Regions from separate parts of the Gossypium raimondii genome. Here region 1 is linked to region 2. A link is a contact called in public Hi-C data. All regions are on one chromosome and are shown on one strand. Each heading gives the region's core, a stretch centred on a gene start, on an enhancer-like site or on the middle of the called end of the contact. The rest is flanking DNA. Distances are from core to core; before and after follow the strand shown.

The links. Hi-C and Micro-C count contacts between places; a contact is called where the count stands out from the background.
Region 1: a contact with region 2 is called in a Hi-C map of leaf, with 2.4 times the contacts expected there. The contact joins the promoter of LOC105790988 here to the promoter of LOC105790987 in region 2. A contact is called at or near these places in 2 of 2 Hi-C or Micro-C datasets (both in leaf).

The regions. Positions count from the first base shown.
Region 1 is chr8:20,272,541-20,275,753 of ASM2569854v1, forward strand. It overlaps LOC105790988 (hypothetical protein), which reads left to right and starts at 1,406. Exons shown (of 4, transcript XM_012618813.2): 1 at 1,406-1,874. The coding sequence starts at 1,584.
Region 2 is chr8:20,072,603-20,075,801 of ASM2569854v1, forward strand. LOC105790987 (hypothetical protein) reads left to right here and starts at 1,599. Exons shown (of 9, transcript XM_012618808.2): 1 at 1,599-1,804; 2 at 1,884-2,005; 3 at 2,106-2,215; 4 at 2,403-2,598; 5 at 2,700-2,792; 6 at 3,145-3,199. The coding sequence starts at 1,732.

The sequences.
Region 1 (3,213 bases), core at 156-2,655, 200 kb after region 2:
CAGGGTACGCATAGTCTTCCACGAAAATAGAGTATCCCTTCTGTATTTAGTGCGAAGTCCCTATGTATTTCTTGTTCTACTTAGCGAACCCTCTTCGCCAAGTTTTCATTTGTGGTTTGCCTCTTCTTGATTTGTTGTGATAGGGTTGGTTTTACTTGCAGTTCTATGAGCAGTCCCCCATCACTTGTTACATTCAATCGCACAAATAGAGCTCTCAACTCACTCATTGACTTTCTACTTAAAGCATTTACGACCACATTTACCTTTCTAGGGTGAAATTCTATCAAACAATCATAGTCCTTTAGTAGTTTTATTCACCATCTTTGTTGCAAGTTTAATTCCGTCCGCGTGAGCAAATACTTAAGGCTTTTATGGTTAGTGTAGATGGTACATCATTCACCATATAAGTGGCGTCGCCAAATCTTAAGTGCGAACACCACTACTGTTGAACCCAGATCATGGGTTGGGTAGTTTCATTCATGAGGCTTCAGTTGTCTCGAGGCATAAGCCACCACCATTCCTTCTTGCATTAGCACATAACCAAGTTCCATGTGCGAGGCATCATTGTAGACCAAAAAGTCTTTTCAAGGTTCTGGTTGTATCAACACAGGTGCTTTGGTGAGAAAGGCCTTAAACCCAACCTAAATAAAAATGTTAAAACCCGGGCTCAGTCTATCCCGTATTAACATTTTTATATATATTTTTAAAAATATAATATATAAAAAATGCTAAAAATATTAAAATAAAATTTTCCCCGAAAAATTGAAAATAAATTTAAAAAAATATGTGTACTTAAATAACACTAAGATAGGTGCAACTTAACAACCAAATGCCTTTAAAATAATAACAAAATTAACAATAGAACAAAAATTATACAATAACAACAAAATAGTAACAACATAATAGTGAAATGGAAGCAAAATAATGAAAAAAACAAAAAGAAAATAGCAAAATAATATTAGAAACAGCAAAAAAAAACTACAGTTTATTTTTTTTGCATATTCGGGCCGGGCTAAGCCCGGACCAAAAAAGCCTCACCCGATGCCTGACTCATTTTCTAAACGGGCTTTATTTTTTTACCCAAACCTATTTTTCGGACATATTTTTTTACCCAAATCTTATCACTTTTTAAACAGACCTTCGGACTAAGTGGTGTGGCCCATAAGCAATTCTAGGCCTAGTGCCTAGCGGTACTGTAATGTTTACATTTTCAGTGAGGTTTGAAACTTCGAACAAAAACAAAATTCGGCTTCTATTTCTATAACGTTAGCTACATATGGGATGACCCAAAATAAAAAATGGGCTAGAGGTTGATCATTTATTAGGGCCATCAGTCGGAGCTCAGCTTTTAAACTTTAACTATGATTTTGAGCCCAGTCGTAAGGATGGATATACGTATCCTTCAAAATTTTCCAGATGACTTGGAAAAGCTGGAGCCAATCGTGTCTAGCAGTGCGAAAAGAACCTGAAAAACTATAAATTCTAATATATTCCATTATCCTTTTGAGCTTTTGATTCTGATTTCTTAGTATGTCACACCAAATATAGCAAAGGATAACCCCATCACATTTCTTATTTCAAAGATGGCACTCCTCTTCTCGTTACCTCCGCCTTCTTCTCCTTCCTCCTCTTCTCCTTCGTTTTCTTCACATTGTTTTACCATTTCACTCTCTTCCGGCCACCAATCCTGTCGCCGTATCCGGTTTCTGCCAGTCGCAGCTACCACCACCACTCACAATCGTCAGCATTCCATTCCTCTTGACAAGTCTTCGCTAGCTGTTGCTGAAGCGTCGGAGGAGGACCAGCTTTGGGCAGCCGCTTGCCTCCGTGTTCGCTCCTTCTATGACTTCCAGGCTTCCTCCTATGGCATCCATGTGAGACTTTATTTCTTCATTTGGTTTTCAAAATAAAGAAGGAAAAAGAAAAAAGAATTAATGGGTTGCTTTTTTTTTTTTCACTGGAGAGGCATAAAAAAGGTCAACGCCTGAATGTTAATTGTTTGATGAACGATTTCATAGTAATTTGTTTAGGGCATTTTAGAAGTTATCGAAGTTTTAGAGGATTGTAGATATTGATGTTAGTGAAGAGGGAGTTTCGTGTTAGCTCGAATATAGAAATTTTGGTTCCTTTTTGTCATTGCCGTTTTAAATTTGCCATTAATAGAGGTCCTCCGGAGTGTAAAGTGCCTGGTTTTAGAGTTTCATTTGAAAAATCCTTGGGACTGGGAATTGTCGCCTGAGTCTGTCTAATTTCATTTGTATGCAAACGTGCTTGTTTGAGGAAACTGGTAAAATCATAAAAAGACCATTTAAGAACTATGATTATTGGTTAATCTTATCATAGAAGAAATTTCCGAGCAAAACATGCAGAGCTATGCATGTAATGGGTTAAATGTCCAAGACTTTTCCATCCATAGACATCTTCTAGCTGTCTAGAGATTAAACGTACTCTATGGTTTTCGCTTCGTCTAATTATTACCGATATGTCAATAAATTGGTCTTCCAGCTGATAGAGAGGCCCTTTGCATGTTTGAAACTCTTTGTAATTGTACTAACAAGGCTCTAGGCGTAGACAGTTTCATCTATGGCTTTCCTCCATTAACACTGGATACTCATGGACAGGATGTGCTCTGGGGAGACTACATTTTTGGTTCTCTAGATGTATTTTGTTTGCAAGTTCTTGGGCATTATGAATGTGGGTCATATTGATACTTTCCTTCTTTGAGTGGCTTTTGTCGAAAAAACGTTTTGGTCAAAGTTGGTTATGGATTTAGGCAAAAAGTAGTAGAGTTAATCCCTGTTTTTTTTATCGTTGAGGGAGAGAAATGGAAGTGGTTTTCAGGCAAAAGACTAACCCTTTCAAAGCTGTTAGATTCTTGCTTCTACACTCTTGCATTTTTTGTGCAGCAAGCAGTTCTTGAACTGATATGATTGTTTAGATTTTCTATTGTTGTGTGAGAACTAGTTTTATACCTTTTACTGCAGCATTGTTTTAGTTATAAGGAAACTTGAAAAGAAAGAAAAATGTCTCTTGAAGGATAGTAATTTTTTTCTTTTTTCTGTTTCTATTCCCCTTTTATTATGGTATTTTGTCCTTTTCAAGTATTAGGATCATAAAAGGTACTTGGCGGAACGTGAATTTGTTGCGCTAAAGGAAAGAATTGCTGGGAAGAGGGAGGGCTTTAAGAGAGTTTCTTGCATAAATGCTACGCTT
Region 2 (3,199 bases), core at 349-2,848:
TTTTTATTGTAGATTATATTAAAACAAAAAATACATGAATATTTAATATATTTAAACATTTTTATCAAATATTTGGATATCACTCATTTTCTGGCTCACCCAAGATACCATCTTAAAAAATAATTAACGATGTTAAATTATTCTCATAATATGTGAAACTTTAACTATCACTTTGATAAAGAAAATATATATGTATCAAACTAAGAAAAGCTATTTAAGTTCTGATATTAAATTGATAAAGAAAATATATATGTATCAAACTAAGAAAACCTATTTAAGTTCTGATATTAAATTGTATATTACTATAGTATATCTCTTGAACATATGGACGCGAAATTTACAGAAATAATATTAAAATAATAATTTATCACTCAAATAATATAGATTTACTTTTATTTACTCACATAATATGTTTTAATAATAAAAATAATAATTTGAGTTTCTCAATGACCAAATTGACTTGAAATTATAATTTTAAAAATAAAAATTATGAAAAATAAAAGCTCTTTAAAATTTTAAAAATTAAATAAAATATAAAAAATTCTAAAATTTAATGTTATCTAATCCAGACCAAACTAATTGGATAAAAAATTGGTTGAGTTATAGAAGCTAGCTAAAAACTCGATTGCACTAATAGTTGTACCAATTTCAAACTGGTCTGACAAATTAGTTCCCATAATCACTGGCCTGATCGGTTCAAAGCAAATAAATTATAAAAAATTAAAAATTACAAAATTGTAAAAATCAATTCAACTATTTGTTTAAATGATCTTTTAGCCTGGGGTTAAACAATCCGTACTAGTTCATGGGTCAACTAATTTTTAAAATTTTTAAACTTTTTAGCCTTGAACATTTACAATAATTTTCTATTAATTTGGTCCATACTCTTTAAAAGTATTTAAAATATTTTTTCATATTTTAAAAACATAAAAGTTTAAAATTATAATTTTAAAATAAAAATGAAAAACTCTTTAGAATTCAATATTAAAATGTTTTAAAATATAAAAAATTCAAAATTCATTGTTATAAATACCGAACTAGACCAGTTGGATAAAAATCATGGGTCAACCAATTTTTACCTTTCATTAGAACAATACCCCAACCAATTTTCTGGTCTAATTTAGTTTAGATAATATTGAATTTTATAATTTTTATATTTAATTTAAAAAATAATTTTAAAAGTTTTTATTTTCATAATTTTTATTTTTAAAATTATAATTTTAATATTTTACTTTTTAATATTAAAAGAACAATTTAAGTTTACTAATGTCGAAATCAGCATCAATTGGAGACCCAAATTATTTTTTACTATTTCAAAATATATCATTTGGGTAAATAAAAATAGATGTATATTATTTAAGTAATAAATGATTATTTTAGTATTATTTCTGTAAATTTCCCAAGTATGGACCTTTGTCACTTAACACGGTCTAAATTGGATTGTAGTAACAGTTTCCAGGGGCTAGCCATGGCCAAGGGAACATAAACAACAAGGGCCTTGGATCATTATTTGCGGGCTTACAGCAGTTCTCTGTTTGATCCAATTTAAAAATCCATGCCATACTATCCCAATTCCCAAGTGCCAACCAAAATTAAAAAATAAATAAAGTAGAAGAAACTTCAAACTTGTTTTTTCGTAAGCTAAAACCCTACTCAACCCAACTGCAGCTAGCTATACTTGGACGAAAGAGCAGAAGAAGAAATACTACAAGCACTAATTACACAAAACCCATGTCCTCCACCCGATACTCCATCTTAGCATTGGCACTTGCTACTCTGTTTTCTGCTTCTTCAGCTATCTCCTGTATCATCTCTCTCCACCCCCTTTTTATTCTTTTTATTTAATTTGTATCAATGGTGGATGTTGATATTCTTTCTTTCAGTTTATATATGGAAGAAAAATTTGATAGAATGGGATTCAAAGATGAAAGAGCTTCAAAAATCCCTCAATTCTGCTTTGGAAAAATGTGCTGCTGAAAGACAAGGTCGGATTAGGGCTCAACAGGTTCTTCCTTCTTTCTTTTATTGTTTTTATTCTTTATGATGACTGTTAGTTTTCTTTTGGTTTTGTTATTTATTTGTATGAAAAAATCCAACATTTGTAGGCATTGAGGAAAGCAGTAGTCGCTCAACCACAAGCCAAGTCTGAGAATTTAGACATACCATCGTATCCAATGGCACCTATTGGTATCGTTCAATCTTGTTTTTCTACAAGGTGATTTCCAGATGGTGCTTCGTTTAAAAAAAATTTAATGACTGATTGGGTAAATAACATTTTTTATTCTGTTCATAGAAGCTATGCAATAATAACGCTTGCCTTGGTAAATAATCTGATTGAAGCTTACTACTAATTTATCTTTGCTACTCAAGAAAGGTTCCAATTGCTTGTAAAATTTATGTAGGAATGGAACCCCTAGGCAACCTCTACTTGTCCCTCTTGCTAGGGCATGTTTGGTTTTTGATTCAACTAGAGTGCCTCCAGCATCACTTGAGGGTCTCGAGGAATACTCTCATTGCTGGATTATATATGTATTTCATTTGAATACAGATCTGGAAAAGTTATGGAAGCATCCATCTAAATCAAAGTTTAAGGCCAAGGTTTGTGGAACTATAATAATGATATATGTATATTCCTTTCTATCTTTTATGGAACTTTCTTATCATCCTTAGACTTCTATGGAAGGTTGGTCACTTAATAGGTCAGAGTTCCAAGATTGAAAGGAGGAAGGCTGGGAGTTTTTGCTACACGATCTCCACATCGACCGTGTCCTATAGGACTTACTGTAGCAAAGGTATGGAGTCATGTACAAATGTGTTATTGTTGCAACATGTTTACCTATGATTTTTTCTTCAATATATCTAATGGAAGTTTTGTTATCAACACTAAAAGGAGGATCTTTCATAAATATATTCCAATAGCACTTTTCTTAAGGGCTAGTGTTTACTTGAGCTCATAACATTTTCATGTCTCAATTGGCAAAATACATTTCTCTGTTAAAAGAAGCCTTTCAATGTCAATATTTTTGTCTGCCTTGAGTAAATTTCTGATACATCATGGAGGATTTTGGTGAAGCATTGTCGGGATACATGAAATTTGAAATCGAGAGAGATCACTTTAGAACTGATATACTCTTTATATATTAGGTGGAGGCAGTACAAGGAAATATGCTTCTACTCTCAGGAGTAGATCTAGTTGATG